Linked DNA regions of Zea mays: region 1 is linked to region 2. The links are chromatin contacts, called in public Hi-C maps. All regions are on one chromosome and are shown on one strand. Each heading gives the region's core, a stretch centred on a gene start, on an enhancer-like site or on the middle of the called end of the contact. The rest is flanking DNA. Distances are from core to core; before and after follow the strand shown. Region 1 holds the start of LOC100276902. Region 2 holds the start of LOC100501384 (MA3 domain-containing protein).

What was found. Hi-C and Micro-C count contacts between places; a contact is called where the count stands out from the background.
Region 1: a Hi-C map of bundle sheath shows a contact between it and region 2, with 3 times the contacts expected there. The contact joins the promoter of LOC100276902 here to the promoter of LOC100501384 in region 2. A contact is called at or near these places in 3 of 25 Hi-C or Micro-C datasets (bundle sheath, endosperm and leaf).

What each region holds. Positions count from the first base shown.
Region 1 is chr6:12,093,293-12,100,171 of Zm-B73-REFERENCE-NAM-5.0, forward strand. LOC100276902 reads left to right here and starts at 2,292. Exons shown (of 3, transcript NM_001150601.2): 1 at 2,292-2,450; 2 at 2,586-2,716; 3 at 4,047-4,524. The coding sequence starts at 2,326. The coding sequence ends at 4,066.
Region 2 is chr6:11,893,486-11,900,669 of Zm-B73-REFERENCE-NAM-5.0, forward strand. LOC100501384 (MA3 domain-containing protein) reads right to left here and starts at 2,276. Exons shown (of 4, transcript XM_008650198.4): 1 at 2,051-2,276; 2 at 1,590-1,926. The coding sequence starts at 1,866.

The DNA of each region.
Region 1 (6,879 bases), core at 1,042-3,541, 200 kb after region 2:
TTCCAGCTCGCGCGCGCCCCACGCGCCTAGGGCCCGCCTCCGCGACCGCCTGGCCTCTGGGCGACGTGGAATCCACATGGAATCGACACTAGGTGCTGCCTAGGCGCTCCGATCGACTAGGAGGCCGACTACACCCCTAGTCCAGGCGGAAGGCCAAGGACTAGCGCCTAGGCGCGACGTAATCGGCGATTTTCAAAACCCTGCTAAAGTAAGGCATCTATAAAAATTGGATGCGCTCCATATAAATTATGCTACTTCGTAGCAATTACTAACGCTTAAAACCAACAAATAACCTTTCATTTTATTGTTAGTGTGACAAATCATTGTTGCCCCATCCAATTCAGCAACCTCAAACACCATGGAGTACATTGCACCAATGTGGTCTCAGAAATGACCTAATGCTTGCAAGAGCCAAGAACGCGGTGCCGTGCTTGAGCTGTAGCCTTGGCCCGTAGTGTTGGCCCGGTCCGACACGATTATATATTTTTATTTTACAAAAACGTATATTCATATATTCAATTTATATTCAATATTAAAAACATTTGAGCATGATGTTCTACTGGTTAGACAACTCTCGCCCTACCTTCTGCACCGTTTTTAACATTTTACGCTGATTTAATCAAATGGGCCGACGGGCTAACGGGCTGGCCCGGCACAGTCAGCAGGTCGGCATGACGTGTCTGGGCCAGAGTTGTGGCCCGTGGGCGTCTGGCCCGTGCCGGGTCGCCGTTTGACATCTATAGGCGTGCAGCGGATTAATTTGAAATAGATGTGAGGGGTTATTTGTAAAAAAATGACGCATGACGACCATTGAAACTGGTGCTTTGAGTATAGTATAGATAGTTAGGTCTTCACTATTAATATAATAGGAAGACTATAATTTCTCTCTCATAATTTTTTTATTCTTACATCTAAGTCGGCAATAAGTTTACAACCCGTCTTTTATCTCTCCCTCTCACCTTAGCATTTAGACATAAACCATATTTAAATACAATAGATTTAATAGTTTACTACTAAAATTAGTTGAAGATATCTAAAGAATCCAGCTAATAGTTCAGCTATTATCAAATTAACCAATGGTTAGCTAACTATTTGTTAGGTAACTAATTATACTAGCAAATTTTTAGCCAAATACTCTAGTGCATGACTGCATTCAAACACCTTCCTAGTATCTTGTTATACTTGAATACCATATCCCTGGTACCCTCCCAAAGGAAAAAAAACGGTAGTGCAAGCTCATGTATGGTGTGTTAGGTTTGTGGAGTCAATCTATGCTTCATGAGGTGATGCATCATAAGTTCATTCCATCAATTTTGGTGGAATCAACCCACTCCCATGTATATACTAATTATTAGGTTACGAGGAATGAGGTGGTGGTAAATCAACTCATTCTATTCCACAAACCAAATAAAAAAGTGAGGAGTGAGAAGGAGATGGATCACTTCATTTCTCAAACCAAACACACTCGTAGAGATAGGGGTGGTAATGGATCATGACCCTAATACTTGCTTCACAAACCAACAAAGCCCTTAATTTTGTTAGTTCAAAATTGTATTGTTTTATGATCTGGTCCTAACTTGATTCGATCCGTAAATTTGCTAGGCTAAATTAAATGGCCCGTTACTACCCCTACATAGAGAATCAAATCAATCAATCATAGATAGATTAAAAAAACCGAAAAAAGGATGTGCTGGATAATGGCCGGATTGGCGAACAGTGACTGGCACCGCGACCGCGAGACAGGGAGCGGGGGAAAACAAAAAAGAAAAAGTGGCGGAAAGCGGTTAGCCAGCTGCGCTGCCTGTCACTGTCGAAGCAAGAGCGAGGTGCTCTGCTTCCAGCTATCCATCAGCTAACAATGAGATGGAGGGACGAACAGACGTCGCCTTCAGCTTGAGGTCCAGGGCAATGGCTAGCTATGGGCTCCCCCAACTGCTCGTGCAAGCAACACTTACCTAATCCCTCTGGCTTTGTTTTCTCTGCCTATTTCGTTCCAACTCAAACAAAAAGGTGCCTGTCGTCGAAAATGAAACGGCAGGGGGAAGCTAAGTGGTGTACTGTTCTCGTCCTAGATGTTTATTCACAACCTTTTGTTCCTTTCTTTTGGAAAGTTTGTAGTCGTAGTTGTTTGTTCACAGCCTTTTGTTGCTTTGTTCCGATGTTTTGTTGCTATTGAGACCTTTGCAACTATTAAACTATGGGCCCTCTCGTATTATATGGGCCGCGTAGCAATTGGGCTCAGCCCATACGTCTCCAACTAAAGCAGAGCCTCAAGCCCTTTCGGTCGGCCCGCACCATCCCATCCTCCATCGCGAGAGACACCCCATGGCGTCCTTCTGCCGCGCCGCCGCCGCCGCCGGGGCGAGGTCAGCGGCGCTCCGCTCGAGGTCCCCGACGGCGAGACCGTTCTTGGCGGCTACGTCTCCTGTCGCGCCGCCACGCTTCCACAGGTCGCGCACAGCTCCCCTCCCCCACCCCCTCTGAATCCCTTGCCTGCTCTCGTCGTTCATTCAACTGTGTCTTCGCTCGAAGTGGCTCTCTGGAAGCCTGGAAATGTGAGCCTCTGTTCGTCCTTCCTGTCCCAGGCCCCTCGTGGCGGCGGCGGCGGCGCTGGCGAGTCTGGAGTCGCTCGTGCCGCTGCACAGCGCGGTGGCCGCCGCGCGGCTGCGGTCCTGCATCGCCGCCGGCTCCGCGTCCTGGAGCTGCCTCTCCCAAGGTGGACCCCTTAGCGTGTTTCCTTCTTTTTCTGTACTTTTGCAATTGGTTGGATTGGCGGATCCTTGTTGGTCAGTGATATTTCCGTTGCGGGTTCTGTGGTGATTCCCTATGCGTGCTGGAGTAGTCCTACTTTGTTCGCGTGAGAATTGAAATGTGTTGAATTGCACCTGCTGTTCATGAGATGGGGGATTGCATTTCAGAATGGTTTTTTTGTGTAAATTTTATTCCTTCCATAGGGATATAAAAGCTTAGACATCACATTAGTCTGGTACTCTGGTCTTGGAGGGCTGTATACAAATTCACTGGATTTACTCAAACAAACAACGGGCTGATAGGTTCGTCCTAAGTCAATCACTATTAACTTAACTTTGACCGATTATACCGGATATTTCATAAGATTTTACAACACAAAAGTAAGTTACTAGATTCATTATGGCTTGCACTACCATAATATGTAATTCATTTAGTTTAAAACAGTTTAAGCTTATATATATTGTTGGTTAAAGTTAAAATAGTTTGACTTAGGACAAACCCAAAACGACTAAATCCCATATAGACGGAGGGAGTACTATTTAGGATGGACAGTTGTTTTTAGGAACTGCTGTAGGAAACAACATCGTTTCAGCCACGTACAGAGTAGCTGTTATCTTGTATTGCCAACAAAGCAACACCATTCTAATTACTGTTTTGCTATCACCCTGATAGGTTTGACCAAGCGCATCTGACCATGGCTAGGGCCAAAAAAAATGCTAAAGAGACTGGCTCATGCACTAGTGCATCACTATTTCATGTTTCAGTATCTTTGTGTTGTTCTGTAAGGGTTATCTGTCAGCGTTCAGATCTGATTCCGTTACTCGATGGAGTAACCGAGATGCGTTCCAGATCCTTAAAATTGTTGGTGATTATGCATTGGCTATCTTTGCTGCGATCTTACCGTTATATCATTTGATCGTTTTACGTGGGGTGTTCTTAACCGTGCTATCGCCTATCGGTACCGAATCCATTGCCAAATAAATATGGCAAACTGCATTGCTGAAGAAGTGATGCACACTAGAATTTGGTGTGGTCCTTTTTACAACTTTCAAAGAAGGGGTATACTCCGTTATAGTCTAGCTTATGTATTCTTATGTTGAGGCATTTATTTTTACAACTTCCAAGGAAGGGGTATACTTCATTAGCCTTTGCTCATCATCTTTGCCCACACCGTACCAATGGGCCTATATTTTCAGATATCTGAAACTGAAGCATCCTTTTGCCAGTTTTGTGATTATGATGACCAAGGCCCCCTCTGATCGAGCTTTCTTTTGTTTGCAAAAACATTGCAATAGATTTTGCTCTACCTCGGTAATGAAGGTTGAAGAAGGCGATCAGTTCAGACGGGGCTGCCAAGTTCCCATCCGTCTACACTTGACGCTCCCAGCCCCAAGCTCCAAAAGCTCTTGGCTGCCAGCAGTTCTAAGTGACGTTAGCGCTTTTGGTGTGTGTGATGATGGTTCTACGCGTGGTTCTTGCAGATTTAAACATTTGTTTCGTTCTTGGTGCTTAGCAAATATGCATCGTCAGACTAACAATCAGTTACATAGCTAGTGTTGATGCTTGTGTAACAAAGATGAATCTGTTGGAGCTGCTAGGGTGCCAAAGGTGGGGTCCCCTATTCGGCAGAGCTCTGGCAGACGGTAAATTCTATGAATCGATTCGTTTAGGCTTTGTTCGGTTATTTCAATTCTATGTGGATTAGAGTGTATTGCAATAGATTGGCATGGATTTTGACTTATTATGGTTTTAAACCGATTCAATACCATCCAATCCACATGGTTTAACGGTGAAACGAATAAGCCCAGGTGTATCTGTGGGAGTTGAGAATTCGGATGTCACTATTTACCATATTTTAAATTGAATATGAATATGTATATTATTGGATAAAATACAAAATGAATACATCGAATTCGGGTTCGGATACTCACATAACTTGGAACATAGTATCATAATGATTATCAATTTGTTTTACAGGTAGATCTATAGTTGATAAAAAAATCATGTTACAAGTAAACTATAAGCATAGCACATAGATACATTATGAGTATATCCATTAATAAAATTATATTCTTTAACAATAAAAATATGTCAAGCTTTGTCCACATTTACATATTATTTTATAGTTTCTATAAATAGGTATTTAATTCATTTAATTGGTATAAAATAGTAAATATGCTAAGAAATTTAAATTTGTCATTCCAAAATGAATGAATACCCTATATAAATATGTGCACCAAAATTTAACATTAATCAATTTTATCATTATATATCTCTACTAATATAAGATTACTATAATTATTCATTTATCATATAAATATTTTTAAAAAATTAAATGGCATACATACTTTTTCTAGTATACTATGAAAAATAAAATAATTTATAATTAGTAATAAAAATAATTTTTAAGGGTTTAATCGAATACTGTTTTTTCTCGGATATGGATAGTATCGGATATTCCACGGTTATGTTGAATACGAATCTGGATTCGGAATTAGACAAATACTAGAAATTAAATTCAGATACATCCATTTAACACTCATATTAAAATCGAATATAAATAGAGATATCTATATTAGCATTTTTAGTGAATACAATTACGGATAATTTAGATCTCCTGACGGATTCCTAGCAATCCCATAGACCGCAAGGCGCCCTCCTTCGGTCCTTTCATCCTCCACTTGGTGCCAATTGTTTTCCATACATGAATGGTTGTGCAACAGGTCTTCGATTGTGCGAGTGCGTGGCGCCAAGCCGCCAACCTCTCCACCGGAGACAAGGATGGCATGTGATGAAATTCTTCATCGACGCACTACTGACTACTTGATTTAGACTATCTCCAGTATCCATATTTCCAGATTCAAACTTCAGTCTACAAACAGTGCGTTCTACAGTGTAAACAGTATTTGTTTTGGATAATAAGCTGCTGGATACGGAATTACGCTACTTAAAACTGTATCCTATCTACGCCTAACTTTTTTACAATTTATGTACCCATGAATTTCAAATATCTACTTTCAAGGAAGTAAAATGATCATATCTGCAGACCGGTCTTTAAAAACATCTTCCTAATCTTGTAGTGTATTGTTCACATTCTAAAATCGTAATAGTAACAAAAAATGGTCTGCAGAAGATTGCAAATAAAACTGCCAAGACATATATTTGTGGCTGGAGTAGCATTCTTCTGTTGCATAGCAAGCAAGCTCTTGAGCGACAAAAATATTTTCTAAAAAAATTAAATGGTATACATACTTTTTCTAGTATACTATGAAAAATAAAATCATTTATAATTAGTAATAAAAATAATTTTAAAGATATAATCGAATATTGTTTTTTTCTCGTATATGGATACTATCAGATATTCCACGGTTGTGTTGAATACGAATCTGGATTAGGATAGAGACAAATAATAGAAATCGAATTCAGATACATCCATTTAACATTCATGTTAAAATCGAATACGAATACAAATATCCATATTACATTTTAACGAATACAATTACGGATAATTTAGATCTTCGATTGTGCGAGTGCGTGGCGCCAACCTCTACACCGGAGACAAGGATGCCATGTGATGAAATTCTTTATCGGCGCACTACTGACTACTTAATTTAGACTATCTCTAGTATCTATATTTCTATATTCAAACTTCACTCTACGAACAGTGCGTAGTGTAAACAATATTTTGGTTAACCATATGGTAATACGCCTAACTTTTTTACAATTTTATGTACCCATGAATTTCAAATATCTACTTTCAAGGAAGTAAAATGATCATATCTGCAGACCGGTCTTTAAAAACATCTTCCTAATCTTGTAGTGTATTGTTCACATTCTAAAATCGTAATAGTAACAAAAAAATGGTACGCAGAAGATTGCAAATAAAACTAAGACAATTATTTGTGGCTGGAGTAGCATTCTTCTGTTGCATAGCATGCCAAGCTCTTGTTCGATCAAGTTGCTATCGGGTCAAAACTAGAGAGAAATAAACAAAAAAGAGAGAGAAGTCATTGCACAAAACTTGGAGGCTTGGACTGATTCACTGATAGATAGATATTCATTAGCTCACTTGCAAGCAGCAAAAAGAAGAGAGATCCACCATTTGACACACACACCACAGCTGAAAGC
Region 2 (7,184 bases), core at 1,026-3,525:
TAAGGAAACCATGACTGAAAGACAAAAATGTAAAATTACATTATAACCTAAGTTTCTAAACAAAAAAAGGAAAGGTTGAAAGTAAGTCCAAAACAGCACTGCAGACCATGTTTTAATGTGCATAGATAGCTGGCAGTATCAAGGATGAATATTGTGATCAGTGACAACAAGAATTGACAATTAAATAAAGGCAATAGAAGCACATGCTATAAGATAGGTATGGATTTTCCACTCAGCCCACTTTTCGACATGCAGGTTGCACACACTTATGTGCAGTGTTCTTAAGGCAGTAAGGCGAGCAAATAAACATGATCACCACCTTAACGCCTAAGCGGCGCCTAGGCGAGCAAGGCGCCTAGAATTATCCGAGCGTCTGGACGCCTATGCGACGCCTTAAAAACACTGCATATGCGTAGACAAAGTCCAAATATCATCAGGTAAAATTGCCAACTGAAAGGAATGGAACAATTCTGAATGATTAGGTTCAAGTCAAAGAATGCTCTACAGAACCCCAATTAGGAGTTCAGGACACAATTTGCCAAACGAGATGATAGGTGATTGATAAGCAAAAACAAATGTAGTAGCCGTGCTTAATAAAAACAAATCACGTATAAAACATCCTACATGGCACACAGGAGCTACTTTCAGTGCGCCCTTGATTTAGCAGCTGGATTGTGCAAGGTGGTTCACATCATACCATCACACAGGAAAATTCAGTGGTTCAACTAACTGAAAGCTGGCTATCAGAACCAAGGGCACAATTTGCACTGTCAATTTTACTGTATCATATTTTGATCCAAGAAACAGTTTGTATAGTTACACAGAAATACGACAAAAGAGTATGTTGGCGACAGAAATAGCTAAAAGGGTGGCGAGTGAAGATAGAATGCACATACCCCAAATGAATTGGCCTTCCGATAGAAATCACTACACTGCCAAATATACAAATGGCATGGTCCAACTAAATCACTCCCTTATGTGGCTCAACCACCAGCTAATCCCCTATTGACAGCTGAGACTAGAAGTCAACCCGCACAATGAACAACCATTATGCATTCACAACCAACCTTCTACAGTTCTACATAACAAACATGTATATATAGCACAGAATATTTTAAACAGAGTGCTTATATACTTAACAGTTTCTGTTGGGCAGATATAAAACCAGCTAGAAAAACATCAATGTTTCTACACAACAATTCGCATCAATGCTACGTCTCTGCGTTAATAATGAGTCCACCATTTCACGAGCCACAAACTAGCAGGACACTAGAAATCCAGAGCTATATGCAGCAAGGAGACGCCTCGAAGAAGTATAGATCCTCCTAATAAACAAGCAGAGCTATATGAACGGAGCTGCTGGACCTACATCCGTAGCAACGTAAGCAAAAAATTTACATATATGACGCTGCAACCAGTATCGGCATCGCGCCCTGACCAATGCAAACAAGGCAGCATATTAATAATATGCAGCACACGAGTCACACAAACCATCTTATCCTATCTCCTGTCCTACACTCCTATCCTAAACAAGCAATCAAGGCGCTAAACATAGCAGGAGTGAACAGATCGGGGCTCCGCCACCTCACCTTTCTTCACCTTGATGGCCTTCCCGGAATGCGACCGGCGCACGTGCCTGGGCCCACCTCCGCCGCCGCCGCCGCCCCGGGCGGCGGCGGCGGCCGCGGCGGCGCGCTTCTGCTCCAGCATCTGCAGCTCGTACTGCTGCAGCAGCGCGGAGGTGGTGCCCCCCGTGGGCGAGCGCGGGGAGGCGAGCGACTGCGTCTCCGCGTTCTGCACCGCGATCCGCAGCTTCTCCCGCTGGTCCTGCGTCAGGAACCCCGCGTCCTTCCTCGGCGACGTCATCGCTCCCAGCCCTCCTCCTCGTCCTCCAGCACCACCACGGAGCACCACCGTCGTCACCACCTGCAGCAACAGCAACAAGCCCGCGCGCGTCAGCCGAGCCGGAATGGGGGGAGGCGCGGTTCGAGCGAGGCGGAGGAGGAGTGGAGGAGGCGGCGGCAGCGGAGAGGGTTTGTCCCGGCCGTACCTAGGGTTTCGGCCGCGGATCGAGCTGGCGCCCCCGAACCCGTGCGCGAGATTTGTGTGCTGGCGAGAGTGTTTGGATTGTTTTTCCCCCTTCTCGCACGGTCACTCACACCCCAGTCTCCTGCTGATGGTCTGGTTTTGTTTTCTCCGGGTAGAGAGAGAGAGAGCGCGAGAAAGGGGCAAGGGCCAAGGGGACGGCGATGCGAGTGTGACGGAAAGGATAGGACAGGCGAGGCGTGGCCGCGTGGCGTGGCTTTATACGGAAGAGTGCGTGGGGCGTGGGTCCGGCGCCACGGACCCGTTGCCGGCCCGCACGTCATTGAGACTGACATGTGGGCCCTATGCTCTTGCGTGGGAGTTAGGGTTTTGCTGCTCGGCGGGGAGAACGGGGTTGGGGATCGAGATCGTCTGCGGCGAGCGGAGCGGGCCGTCGGTGACCGGTGGTGTGGAGAGGCGGTGGCTAGGGAACACTTGGCGGGCTGTAACTGGATAGGGCAAAGGAGGCGGATGAGAATGACGCGTACGCACTCCGTAGGATTTTAAGTCAAGGTTGAGTCATCGTTCCGGACGTTTAATAATGGAGTGTTTGGTTTGAGGAATAATGTAGTCCATCATATTCTCACTCCTCACTTTTTTATTTGGTTTTTGGAATGGAGTGAGTTAATCCATCACCACCTCATTCTTTATAGTTAGTTGTTTAGTACTGTCGGCGTCATCATTCCCGGACGTTTAATAATGGAGTGTTTGGTTTGAGGAATAATGTAGTCCATCATATTCTCACTCCTCACTTTTTAATTTGGTTTTTGGAATGGAGTGAGTTAATCAATCACCACCTCATTCTTTATAGTTAGTTGTTTAGTACTGTCGGCGTTTCGACCCCGGGGGGTCCCTGGACCGACGAGTAAATTGTCGCTGCGTGTCCCAGCCCAGATGGGTCGGCGCGAGACGGGACACAAAGGGGGGAGAACAGTAAGGGGAAACCGCGGCCTTCGTGTTGTCCTGCGCCCAGGGCGGATGGATGCGCTTGCAGTAGGGGGTTACAAGCGTTCGCGTGGGAGAGAGAGAGCGAGAGCCTTATACGTCGGCCCGTTCTCCCGCGCGGCCAACCCTCTGTACGAGAGCCCTGGACCTTCCTTTTATAGACGTAAGAAGAGGGCACAGGTGTACAATGGGGGTGTAGCAATGTGCTAACGTGTCTAGCAGAGAGGAGCTAGTGCCCTATGTACATGACGTCGTGACTGTCGGAGAGGTGTTGCTGCCCTGTTCATGTGATGTCGTGGCCGTCGGAGGAGAGCTGGAACCCTGCGGAAGTACAGCTGTCGGGGCTGTCGGATCCTTGCTGACGTCTCCTTGCTGACGTAAGGGGCTGAGAGCTGCCGTCATCATGGAGCGTGCGGGGTGTCATCATTACTTGTTTACTGGGGCGAGCCAGATGGGACGCCGGTCTTGTTCCCCGTAGCCTGAGCTAGCTAGGGGCAGGGTAATGATGGCCCCCCTGGCGACGTGGCCGGTCCGGGCCCGAGTTTGGGCGAGGTGGCTGAAAGGGAAATGTGCCCTTGGGCCATTTCTAAGTATTTTGGTGATTTAGTGTCCAACACAAGTGCCTAAGTGTAAAAAGGTGGACAAAGTACAAATCAAGGATAAAGGTATGTTTCTCAGACTTAGTACATTGTTTTATGGACTAATGTATTGTGTCTAAGTGCTGGAAACAGGAAAAATCCAATTGAAAATGTCTTGGCTCGAGCAGCCAAGACTCTGCTCAATCTGGGAACACCGGACAGTGTCCAATGCGCCAGGCTGGCTCGAGCGAAGTGGCCGCTCTCGGGAATTCACCTGCGACGTACGACTATAATTCACCGGACTGTCCGGTGTGCACCGGACTGTCCGGTGAGCCAACGGTCGGCCGGGCCAACAGTCGGTCGCGCAATCTGCGCGGGACACGTGGCCGAGCCAACGGCTAGAAGGGGGCACCGGACTGTCCGGTGTGCACCGGACATGTCCGGTGCGCCAACGGCTCTCAGGCTGCCAACGGTCGACTGCGCCATTTTTGGAAGGAAATCGGGCACCGGACAGTGTCCGGTGTGCACCGGACTGTCCGGTGCGCCAGTCGACAGAAGGCAAGATCAGCCTTCCTAGAATGCTCTCAACGGCTCCTACCTGCCTTGGGGCTATAAAAGGGACCCCTAGGCGCATGGAGGAGCACACCAAGCATTCCTACAACATTCCTAAGCACCAAGACCTCGATTCCGCGCATTTGTTTCATTGTGATAGCATATAGAGCTCTAGTGGAGTTGTGAACTCATTGAGTTGTGTTGCGAGCTCTTGTTGCGACTTGTGTGCGTGTTGACACTCTGATTCTTGTGTCTTGTGTGCGTTGCTAATCCTCCCTTGCTCTGTGCTTCTTTGCGAACTTCAAGTGTAAGGGCGAGAGGCTCCAAGTTGTGGAGATTCCTCGCAAACGGGATTGAGTAAAGCAAGCAAAACACCGTGGTATTCAAGTGGGTCTTTGGACCGCTTGAGAGGGGTTGAGTGCAACCCTCGTCCGTTGGGACACCACAACGTGGAGCAGGCAAGCGTTGGTCTTGGCCGAACCACGGGATAACCACCGTGCCATCTCTGTGATTGATCTTGTTGGTTATTGTGTTTTGTTGAAGATTCCTCTCTAGCCACTTGGCGGTTATTGTGCTAACACTTAACCAAGTTTTTGTGGCTTAAGTTTTTAAGTGTTACAGGATCACCTATTCAACCCCCCCCCCCTCTAGGTGCTCTCAATTGGTATCGGAGCCGTTCTCTTCACAAAGGGACTAACCGCCCGAAGAGATGGATCCTAAGGGGAAGGGTATCGTGATCAACGATAAAGAGAAGGAATCTTTTGTCAACGAGCCGAAGGATGACAAGCCTACCGACTCGGGCTCGGGCCATAGACGGAAAGATGGGAAGAAGAAGAAGACAAGGCGCATCAAGGAGATTGTCTACTACGACGACAGTGACGAGTCATCTTCTTCCCAAAAGGACGACGACCACAACGACTACGAGAGAAGGAAACCGGTTAATTCGAACTTTTCTTTTGACTACTCTTGTATTCCGCAAAGTACAAATACTCATTTGCTCTCCATTCCACTTGGCAAACCTCCTCACTTTGATGGAGAGGACTACGGATTTTGGAGCCACAAAATGCGTAGTCACCTGTTCTCTCTCCATCCGAGCATATGGGAGATTGTGGAAAGTGGAATGAAGTTCGATAGCTCGAATAGTCCTATTTTCATTAATGAACAAATTCATAGAAATGCACAAGCCACTACTGTGTTGTTAGCCTCCTTGTGCAGGGACGAGTACCATAAAGTGAGCGGCTTGGACAATGCCAAGCAGATCTGGGACACCCTCAAGATTTCTCATGAGGGGAACGACGTCACCTTGCTCACCAAGATGGAGTTGGTGGAGGGCGAGCTTGGACGATTCGCGATGATAAGGGGCGAGGAGCCAACCCAAACATACAACCGGCTCAAGACCCTTATCAACAAAATAAGGAGCTACGGAAGCACGCGATGGACGGACCACGACGTCGTCCGACTGATGCTAAGGTCCTTTACCGTTCTTGATCCTCATTTGGTGAATAATATTCGTGAGAATCCCAGGTACACCAAAATGTCGCCCGAAGAAGTCCTTGGAAAATTCGTAAGCGGGCGAATGATGATCAAGGAGGCGAGGTACGTGGACGACGCGTTGAACGGTCCAATCCATGAGCCTCAACCCATTGCTCTCAAGGCAACAAGGAGCAAGGAGGCGTTACCTAGCAAGGTAGCGCAAGTTGAGGCGGCAGGGCTAAATGATGAAGAAATGGCCCTCATCATCAAGCGCTTCAAGACGGCGCTTAAGGGTCGCAAGGGACAGCCAAGCAAGACCAAGACAAAGGGGAAGCGCTCATGCTTCAAATGTGGTAAGCTTGGTCATTTTATTGCTAACTGTCCCGATAATGATAGTGATCAGGATCAAGGGAACAAGAGGGAGAATAAGAAGAACTATAAGAAGGCAAAGGGCGAGGCACATCTTGGCAAGGAGTGGGATTCGGATTGCTCCTCGTCCGACTCCGACAATGAAGGACTCGCCGCCATCGCCTTCAACAAGTCATCCCTCTTCCCCAACGAGCGTCACACATGCCTTATGGCAAGGGAGAAGAAGGTATGTACTCGAAACTCTACTTATACTTCTTCAAGTGAGGACGAATCTAGTGATGAGGATGAAATAGATTATTCATGTTTATTTAAGGGCCTAGATAGAACCAAGGTAGATAAAATTAATGAATTGATTGATGCCTTGAATGATAAGAATAGGCTTTTAGAAAAACAAGAGGACTTGTTGTATGAAGAACATGACAAATTTGTAGAAGCACAAAAATCTCATGCCTTAGAAGTTAAGAGAAATGAAATGCTTTCTTGTGAATTATCTTCTTGCCATGAGACAATTTCTAGCTTAAGAAGCATTAATGATGATTTGAATGCTAAGTTAGAAATAGCTAGTAAATCAACAACTTGTGTAGAAAATGTTGTTATTTGCAATAGATGTAAAGATTTTGATATTGATGCTTGTAGTGAACACATAGCTTCTATTGCAAAGTTAAATGATGAAATGGCTAGTCTTTATGCCCAACTTAAGGCTAGCAAAAGTGATTTTGATAAACTAAAATTTGCTAGGGATGCCTACACGGTTGGTAGACACCCCTCAATTAAGGATGGGCTTGGCTTCAAGAGGGAAGCCAAGAACTTAACAAGCCATAAGGCTCTCATCTCCGCCAAGGAGAAAGGGAAGGCCCCTATGGCAAGTAGTACTAAAAAGAACCATGCTTTTATGTACAATGATAGAAGACAGTCTCATAGGAGTTGTAATGCTTTTGATTCACATGCCTATGATTCTTATGCTATGTTTGCTCCCAGTTCTTCCTATATGCATGGTAGAGATATGCCTAGGAAAAATATTCATCATGTGCCTAGAAAGAATATTGTTCATGTTCCTAGAAAAGTTATGAATGGTCCCTCTACAATTTATCACGCTTTAAATGCTTCCTTTGTTATTTGTAGAAAGGATAGGAAGATAGTTGCTAGGAAATTAGGGGCAAAATGCAAGGGTGATAAAACTTG